Linked DNA regions of Rattus norvegicus: region 1 is linked to region 2. The links are chromatin contacts, called in public Hi-C maps. All regions are on one chromosome and are shown on one strand. The core of a region is the stretch at or near the end of the contact, and the rest is flanking DNA. Distances in the headings are between cores, read along the strand shown. Region 1 has its middle 300 kb from the start of Rgs22l. Region 2 has its middle 310 kb from the start of Pvt1.

Region 1 (4,938 bases), core at 282-2,781, 360 kb after region 2:
TCAAATGAATGCTGTTTTTTGGAGGGGATGCGCTATGCAAAAGTGAGAACTTTGAGAGGATGTCTGAAATTAAATGGGACCTCTTCCCTGTCGAAGTGGAAGTACCTTGAGTAGTCAGAAAGTCTTCTCTTTGTCAACTTGGTGAAATGATACCCTTATGATCCTAGACTCCTGATCTCTTTATCTATGTGAATGAACAGATATTGATGGCAAGAATGAAGGGAGACTGGGTAAAAGCACGTTTTGGCACCTACTGTGTGTCAGATTGTGTCTCATGATGACATTTATTTATCATGCCATGTTAGTTTACTTTCCCTATTGCTGTGTTAAAGTTTAAGAAACAACTATGAAAACTTAAGAAATAAAGAGTTCCTTTGCCAGGTGATATGTTCCTTTTTACTCAGGAAAGCATTGGAAAAAGAGCCAATGGGTGTGTGTGTGTGTGTGTGTGTGTGTGTGTGTGTGTGTGTGGTGGTTCACACTGCATGGACAGATAGTCAGGAAGAAATCTAGGCTAGAAAGCCAAAAGACCCACTTCCTCCTCCAGTAATGCCTCACTCCCTTGAGGCTCTATAATCTTCCCAAACCATGTCACCAGCTGGAACCAAGTTTTCAAACATGTGAGTCACAGGGGATGATACAAAGCCAACAAGACAGACGTTACTTTGTGTGCAAAACAAATGAGAAAACAAAGGCTAAGAGGGCTTACATATTCTAGGCAAAGAACATCATGAGTACATAGGCCTACAGAAATTCCATTAGAACTTAAGATCCTATGAAGCAACACCATGGAGGCTTGCTGTATTTGCCAAGGTAGACTTATGCCATCCTTCATCACAAACTTAAGATTATACAGAACATTTCCTCATCCTTTCTCCTGGAACATACTCATTCTTGCCTGCATGTCATCTCACAACTTGAGGCCACTTCCGTGGTTAACTGGGAAAGGGTAGAAAGTGTGTCTTCATCTGGATTCCTGTCTTATGTGTCCTTCACAACTATGGTCTGTGGTCTGCTTATGTAGTAATAAAATAACCTTGCACTGAATTCCATCCAACATTCTCAGCAATCTTGAGACCCAAACGCATCACCTGTGGTTTGGCTTAGGAAGGCGTTGCTGTGGCAGCACCGGTCCTGACCATTTATCTTTCATTGCATTGCATTAATAATTCTCATCCATGTTTCAGTAGCTTGGCTAGCCGGCTCTCTTAGGGTGGTGTGAAAGGGTAGATCTATTCTGTGAATACAAAGAATAATTCTAAGAAAGAAGGACTTCTTTCAAGTTCCTTCGAAATTAAAGGGAGGGGGGGATATACAGCTGCATAGAGGCTTTGAAGATCCAAATCTCAGTAAGAATCCAGTCCTAGTGGAATACAGTGGTTGCTGATTTTCAAATGTTTTTTTTCCCTTCTTCTTTGTTGGCAAATGGGCTGGAATTAATGACTAACCAGTTCTTTTATCATCAAGGACTATTATTTTCTCACAATGACCTCAGAGTAGCCATGGCATTTATGATCTTATTCATACAGGCTCTTTGCCCAGAAACATAGGGGAATGAATCTTTCCTTAAAACGAAGAGTGTTACTGACTTCAGGGTACTCCACTTCCTAAGATAAGTTAGATATTTTTTCTGTTAATAACACCACATTTTAAATACATGAGGGTTACACTTATTCTCTGTCATTCTCTATCAAATGGCATGTCACCTCATTGGCCTTCATAAGACTAGGAAAAGACAAATCATGCCTTTCCAAGTGTTGCTGAAAGTTTTTCTTCTGAGTCTGCTAGAGAGGTAGAAAGCTCAGCCCGAAGTTTGTCTATCCATCTCAGTGATAGTTCCTAGTAACTCGGGGTTTCGTGGTTCTCTCAATAAAATGCCTATTATTTTGTACTACTGTAGGTAAGAATAGCACAGTCAGAACACCTGTCTTCTTTTTTTTTTTTTTTTTTTTTTTTTGCTCAAAGAGGATGAACACCCAAGGCCTAAGCCCCAGGTACTGTTGCCTCTTTCTTTTTTATTTTATTTTATTTTATTTTATTTTATTTTATTTTTTTATTAACTTGAGTATTTCTTATTTACATTTCGAATATTATTCCCTTTCTCGGTTTCCAGGCAAACATCCCCCTAATCTCTCCCCCTCTCCTTCTTTATGGGTGTTCCCCTCCCCACCCTCCCCCCATTGCTGCCCTCACCCCAACAATCACGTTCACTGGGGGTTCAGTCTTAGCAGGACCAAGGGCTTCCCCTTCCACTGGTGCTCTTACTAGGATATTCATTGCTACCTATGAGGTCAGAGTCCAGGATCAGTCCATGTATATAGTCTTTAGGTAGTAGAACACCTGTCTTCTAAGGACTTGATAAACCTACTTGTCTCTTCTATGTGACATGTAGATAGGTCACAGCACGTTTTCTTTAGCTTCATCTCCATTGCAAGTAGGTTCTATTGTAATTATCGAATTAAATTAAAAGTATAATTAAATTCTGTCAAATTATTATATATTTTTTGTTCTAGCACAATAATATCCCTTCAGCTTTATCAAGTCTTCAACCATAGGTGCAGTCACATACATGGTAAAATTAAATATCTCTTTATTTAGGCCTGACACATAAGTTCTATGTTTTAGAAGTATTTACAAGTATCAGAATTTCCAAGACAATTGTATATATAAATGTATATGAACATGCAGTTTAAATACTATCTAAAATAATATAAGCTAAGTGAATGAATAATAAGACATTTAAGTAATAAAATTAAAACTGGATTAAAATGATGATTATACTATTAAAATATTTTGGGGACAAATATAATCCTTTAATATAACTATCACCTCTATTTGCTTATCACACTGTTTTTCTGGTATTATTAATTTCTCTATGATTATAAACATACATTATAGTAGATGCATAATGCTCTATCATATAATCAATTATTTTCTAAGTGGCATGTGTTTTATATTTACATATATTTTAAACAGTACATAAATATATATTTTGAGTCTAGTCTGCGCATTTAGGAAGAGACAAATTCTGTTTTATATTTTAGACATATGCTTTCAGTCAACATGAACTTTGCACACCTCCGTTTCTCTCTGTATAAACAGAGACAATGTAGTTGCTTTAAGGTGTGATGAAGATCACACCAAATAATGATAAAGAGAAAGAAAGTAGATTAAGTTGTGTACCTCTCAAATTCATTTGTTAAAGTATCCTCCCCAACGTCATGAGATTTGGAAGTAGCACCTCGTGGAGGTGATAAAGTTAAGAAAATTGAGTTCTCATGAATGGATTAAAGACCTTATGAGAGACCTCATAGAGCTCCCTTCCTCCTTCTTCATGCGAAGATATAAAGAAAAATGAGAAGTAGTTGTGTTTCTACAAAGGCTTCTTATTGGACTAGAAGCCAAGTCTTTCAGCACTGTAATTTTGGTCTTCTTACCATGGATAGTAGTAAGTTTCTATTACTGATAGGTTACTCAGACTATGGTATTTTATCACACCAGTATAACTGAATTTTTAAAAGGATGTAGTAAAACTATCTTTAATGGGAATAGGAAGCACTTGCTGCTCTTACAGAAGAACTGAGTTCAGTTGTCAGCACCAGAAGTTCTTAACTGTCTGTCTCTAGTTCCAGGGGTCACACCAACTTCTCCTGACCTCTACATATGTTATACACACATGGTACACATACAAATAGGTACATGTACATATACATGCTATATAGATAAATGATAGCTATAGATATAGATAGTAAAACCCTTGAGTCCATTTCTGATGAGTACCAATGCAAAAGTAATGATTCCTTCCTCTGGCTTAGGAACAGGGCTTCCTCCTTAAAATGTGGAACTCAGGAGCAAGACTCTTCTAGTATGTGCTAGTATAACTGCTATTGTTTATGATGGTTAGTATGAGGAGGATGGATAGCAGCATCATAGGACTTAAACACATTGAGGAAATCAGCAGACACATTCCCTTTTCAGGTCATACCACATTGTAGTGTTCACTGGGCATGACTGCTCCACTCTCTGGTCATTACTATTCTATTGGGATAAACTATACTGATAAAAAGTAGCTAAGGGAGAGGGGGCTCATTTTGACTTAAAGTCCTATAGGAGATATGATCTGTCATAGTGAGGAAGCAACGGCAACACGGAATGAGTTGCCTTGGTCATGTTCCTTCAAAGCAATGGAACCCTTACTAACACAACTGTTATATCCTGCTTTGGTGCTTTTGTGTGCCTGCTCTGAATGTGCAACATAAGAGTTATTTCAGAACAGAAGTAGTGAGTCTGAAGCAAAAATACATGTAAGATTCTTAGAACAGGCCTTAGTGTGTGGTAGAAGCACAGGGTAGGTAAACTGAGGCTCAGTGAAGTGTAAAGGTACCTTAGGAGAACCTCATGTGTCCAGGTCCTGGAATAGAGGTTTCATGCCTGAGGCCCCTGTTTCTCACCTCTGAGCCTCACTGCTTCTCTACACTTAAAAAAAAAACATCCTGAATGATCTACAACCCCACCTTTGTAGAAAAAATGAATTGAGGCTAGGAAATAGGAATGACCCAACCTCATGTGACATTGAACACTCAGAGTTGTGTGATTCAAGAGGCACTCCACCATAAGCAGACTGATTCTGGGGTCCTGACCTGGGCTTGCACATGCCCTGCCTACTTGAACATAGACCAGAGGGCATAGCCGAGAGTGTAGGAGTGACAAAAGTCAATTCTAGAACCTACCTTGCATGATATTCAAGTGGTCAGTTTCCCACTTGTGCCTCAAACTCATCACCTATGAAATCGGGATATGATTTTTATAATCCACTATATACCTGCCAGTCCTGTCAAACTTTTCCCCCAGAGTGTAGTTGTATGTTACCTCTTCTCTGCTGGAAGCTAAATGCTTAAAACCTTATTGAGTACAGGATCGACCACGGTTCTAGAGACA
Region 2 (4,882 bases), core at 908-3,407:
ATCCCATTCTCCTTTGGGTTGCTTTGATTAGCATATTTTATCACATTAACATGGGCAAATCAGGGTAGTGGGATAAAAATGTCCTAGGAAAAACTTGAGAGGCATTTAATACAGGAGGAACGAAAGATGGCAAATCTGGGAAAGGCAAGAGGAAGGAAGAAGTCTCGACTTACCTAAGGTCATGCACAATGAGTATGAGTGAACTTCAGAAGTGCTACATTTTGATTCTCTTATAATGCCTATGTCACATAGTCAGTCAACAACCAAAACTCTGCAGTGGTCTGCCAAGGTCAGTGTGGTTATGATCCTGTCTTCTGAGCCCATGCTTCTCTACTTCCTCCAGAGTTTCAGGATATAAAGTTCACCTTTACATTCTGTCTATATCTTTGCCCTCCCTGAGCTTGACCCCCTGCTTCTGAAGAAGCGTGTTTACACTTACTCAGAAATCCTCAGTTCATATCCCTTTACTTGCCCCTTCTGTATGATTTTTTTTTTTAGACAAAACCACAAACCCAGATGGGCAATTAGAGATTCACAGTGGCAGTAATTTGGGATGATTTTGGCTAATTGCTGTCCTGTGTGAAAGAGGGCATCGTCTTTGACAGCTGGCCTGAGCAATCAGAAGTGTTTGAGGAGAGTTTCTCTTAGAGAAACTTTGAAAATGGTGGGGGCGGGGGTGGGCAGTGACCTGCTATAGTTAGTCAGAATGTTCTATTTGCCTTTAGCCCTGCACTGGCAAAACCCTGAGCTCTGGAAGACACTGCATGGATTAAATAGCTCTTTGAGTTTGTGAAGTTATAGTCTCACTTACAGTTTAACAAGTTTAACACAGGTTGCTACTTTGACTGTCTCAGCTGAACTGGGAGGATCCCTAGACACAGAGAAGATGGGGAATTTGATGACATTATATTTCCTCTCCTGAAGTTCACTGGGAGTAAATTGTATGACCCATTCCTTCCCTCCCTCCTTCCTCCATTTCTCTTTTCCTCCCTTCCTTTCTCCTCTTTCTCTTCCCTCCTCCTCCCTCTCCTCCCCCTCCTCCTCCCCCTCCTCCTCCTTCTTCTTCTCCTCCTCCTCCTCCTTCTTCTTCTTTTCCTCCTCCTCCTCCTCCCCCTCCTCCTCCCCCTCCTCCTCCTCCTTCTTCTTCTTTTCCTCCTCCTCCTCCTCCTCCTCCTCCTCCTCCTCCTCCTCCTCCTCCTCCTCCTCCTCCTCCTCCTCCTTCTTCTTCTTCTTCTTCTTCTTCTTCTTCTTCTTCTTCTTCTTCTTCTTCTTCTTCTTCTTCACTTTTCTGCTTCAGACAAATTAGCACACCACCAGAGAAAGAGGAAATCAATTTACATTCTTACTTTCTTCTAAGGGCAAAAGAATACACTGGTTCACTCTCCTTTTCCATCTCTGCCAGGGTCATCAGTGGGTGGCGTTAAGTGCTATGCAAAGTCTGGGAAAGGTCTTGTTGCCACACTTTGTGCTCTTGCCTTTCTATGTGTGGTTTGTGTCACCTCTGGGCACTGTCCCCATTCCAGTGAATGCAGCATGCTGGGATCACACTGTGAAGCTGTAGGGGGTGTCTGAGTTCACATGTCCTGCATTCCAGGCAAATGTTTTTAATATTGAGCAATGCTATGATTTGCCAGGGTGAGGTCTGTACAATTGGAATGCCACTGAAAAGGAAAGTCCCGGACAGATAGTGACTCAAATCATCTCCTCCACTCACAATCCTTGGGGCTTTAATTCCTTCTCAATTCCCTCATGATAAATACAGCTCAGTGTACTTACTGACCACACAGCTCTTATTGGTTCTGATAAGTACAACTTCCCAAGAGATAGGGACGCAAATTGTTATATTTTGTTGAGTCATGTGTACTCAGCAACTCTTTCCCAAACATTGCATCAGTAATTGGCAGCTCCCAGGTCTCTGCTGGATAACACTCCATGCCCAGGAAAAGCTCTATCCATTTCATTTAAAAAAAATGGTCTCCCTCTGTCTGGCTGTGATAGCTGGCTCTTAAGGAAGCTGAATCCCCGAGGGAGCAAAGACAAACTGCATTCTCAGATAAGTTAGAAAACTATAGTTATTGTACTTTCTACCTACACTGGTCTCCTAGCAACAAGACAGCTGGTGGCTTCTACCAGGAAAAGGAAGCCTGGAACTTGGGGGAGCCCGTCTGAATTCTTGTCCGCACAGTCTGCTTTATTTGAAGCTTGGCTGCATTCTTGGGTGTGGAGACCCAGAAGTCCAGTCATCGGAACATTCCTTGACCTTTACTTGACCTCCATCAATGAGCAGATAGAGGGAAAGCAGACGGGAGGTGCTTTCACAAGAATTTTTTTCACAAGAATCTCCTTGGTTCAGAACAGATAATTTCCTTTCATTTGAGGAGGGGCAGTTGGAAGGCTGCCTATGACATGGAGAGAAATCCCAGAAAAAGCAAGGAGCTAAGTGGGTGTCAGAAACCAGGGGTCCTACTGGTGTCAATCTCTTCCTGAGGAGCATGGACAGAGAATTCTTGTGCTCTTGTTCTGACATAGTGTTGACTTTTTCAAGTATAAAGTAAGGGGACTGAAATAGATGTCCTCTCAGGGTTGTATGCCTATATGTGTTTTTAAATAATTTCCCAAATATACTATCATATAATCAGCCTTTCTGTCTGTCTCTGTCTGTCTCTGTCTGTCTCTCTGTCTCTCTGTGTGTGTCTGTGTGTGTCTCTGTGTATATATGTATCTGTCTGCCTGTCTGTCTGCCTTTCCATCTCCCTTGTTTACTGAGCTCTTACTATGGAACAGGCACTGATTATGAATATCATTTCACTAGTTTCTAATCCATATTGTAGCAACTACTCAAAGGCTCTCATTTCTACTTCCTACTGGAGGTAGGTTATAGGTCCTTGGAATGTAGGGACTTGTCCTAATTGTCCCCTAACCTTGATATGTTGTGTGGCACACAGATAAGAAATAACTTCTTTAGCCAAACAAATTCAGCACACTCATGTACACACGTGCCTACCCAGACACACACTTGCACACCCACAGGTGCACAATATACACACTTGTTTACCCACATATACACATTCAGATATCCATGCCCACACGGCCACATAGATATACTAAAGAGCAATGAATATCAACCACCAGTGTTGCCAGGACTTTTAAGCCAGGGCCTGAATTTTAGAGCCATATTGCACGGGTAAAGTACCTAAAATGATCTGATAGCAATTGGTCTTTCATACATCACTCAGTAGCTTCTACAGATACAGTTTGCTACTCTTCACAATTGTGAGGCTCAGTATGCGAGTGAAAACAACAGAATGGGGAATGACACCCAATAATGTAACTTTCACATCTCTACTCAAATGAGATGTAAGTTGATGTGGTGGTATAGGTCTTTAATCTCAGCCTGTGGGAGGTGAAGGAAGGAGGGTCAAGAGTTCATTGTCATCTTTGATGGAGTGGCAAGTTTAGGATCAGCTTGCACTACAAGATAGTTTGCTTCCAAATGAATAATGGATTACTAGATAGCTAAATGTAGAGTATAGGGGGTGAGAATATGACAGACATCTTTTACTGAATGCTGAACTTGAGGTTTGAAACGGTAAAACTATCCATCTACCCCTTTATCACCATTATGGAGCCTTGATTACTTGCTGTGTTTCTCGCTTTAGGCTCACGATATACTTTTTATTTCTTGCTGTCATTCATTGGAGAATGAATACCAATGATTAGATCTCAATTTCAAAGGGTATGGTTATTGACACTTAGACAGATTAACTACTGGACCCATATAAACTGAGCTACACCTGGCACAATGAAGATTTCTACGTAGGTAGCCTGACTCCAGAGAAAACTGTGCTGGCAGCTATGAACTACTCATTTACTCAGTGTCCCTGGGGTCTTGTGATCCCTGCTGATGTGGAGCTTCCTTTAGGCTCATCCTCAAGGGATTTTATCCTTTATGCTGCTATACATCATTGCCCCTTAGATTAAGAAAAAAGAATCCAGAAGCTAGAGAAGCACCAGTCACTGGAGTTTAACAGTGGAAAGACTTTCCACTAGGTCCTCGTGTCTAGTGAATTCCAATTGTGGGGCATGGCCTGGTTATTGGGTTGTAAAATCAAGTTAATAGTTCATGACCCACAGTCCAAAAATGAAATGAAATACAACAGACAGTATCAAAGGCAACAGCACTTGGGGCAATGTGGGGTGATGGCACAGTTGTATGTCATCAACATGTGTATTTGTTTGAGTCACTATGAGAAAGCATTTTTTTTTTACTGACTCTGTTATACCTGCCTATTGTTTCTCTTGTTTTTGTTTTTGTTTCTCCAATTCATCTTTTATGTAAAGAGGTTTCATGTACCCTAGCGGGAGGGGAGGAACAGGAAAAGATATTAGGATGAATTTCACAAATTCCATCTTCTAGGTTCTACCTGTTCCCTGTTTTGTAACTTCATGGACTATTTCATATTCCTAAAAGAGGTGGGCAGCACAAGTCTTGCCTAGCACTCATAAGACCATTGTATGCTTAGCACCCACTAAAGAGAAAAGAATAGAAAAGCCACTGAGGTCTATGTCAGAACTGTGGTATGGTGGATAGTCATCCATCCCTGTACGGTTTGGTTTGACACCCAAGGTTCAGATGTGCACCCAGAACTGGGCAGACAAGCATAGAACAGGCAGGAGGTTTAGAGATGTGGTTAATGCTGCTGTTTTTAGACACTTGTAAGGATCAGTGCAACAACTTATTACTTATACTGTATCTGCAAATAATGCGCAGAATTGAGCACATTATTTAAAGAGACATAGTAAACATTGCTACCTGATGGGGGTAGAGGAATAAAAGCTGGATGAAGCAGCAGAGACAAACATGGATAGGAGAGATTATACT

Evidence for each region. A called contact is a pair of places that touch in the nucleus more often than the background predicts.
Region 1: a contact with region 2 is called in a Hi-C map of the Rat2 cell line, with 3 times the contacts expected there. The contact joins two enhancer-like sites. A contact is called at or near these places in 2 of 12 Hi-C or Micro-C datasets (the Rat2 cell line and mammary epithelial cells).

What each region holds. Positions count from the first base shown.
Region 1 is chr7:96,208,245-96,213,182 of GRCr8, forward strand. No RefSeq gene overlaps it. Among named protein-coding and RNA genes, the nearest start is that of Rgs22l, 300 kb to the right of the region's middle. Within about 2 kb of position 1,532, at least 11 of the 93 cell types and tissues checked have an H3K27ac peak or open chromatin away from gene starts, as enhancers often do.
Region 2 is chr7:95,850,149-95,855,030 of GRCr8, forward strand. No RefSeq gene overlaps it. Among named protein-coding and RNA genes, the nearest start is that of Pvt1, 310 kb to the left of the region's middle. Within about 2 kb of position 2,158, at least 26 of the 93 cell types and tissues checked have an H3K27ac peak or open chromatin away from gene starts, as enhancers often do.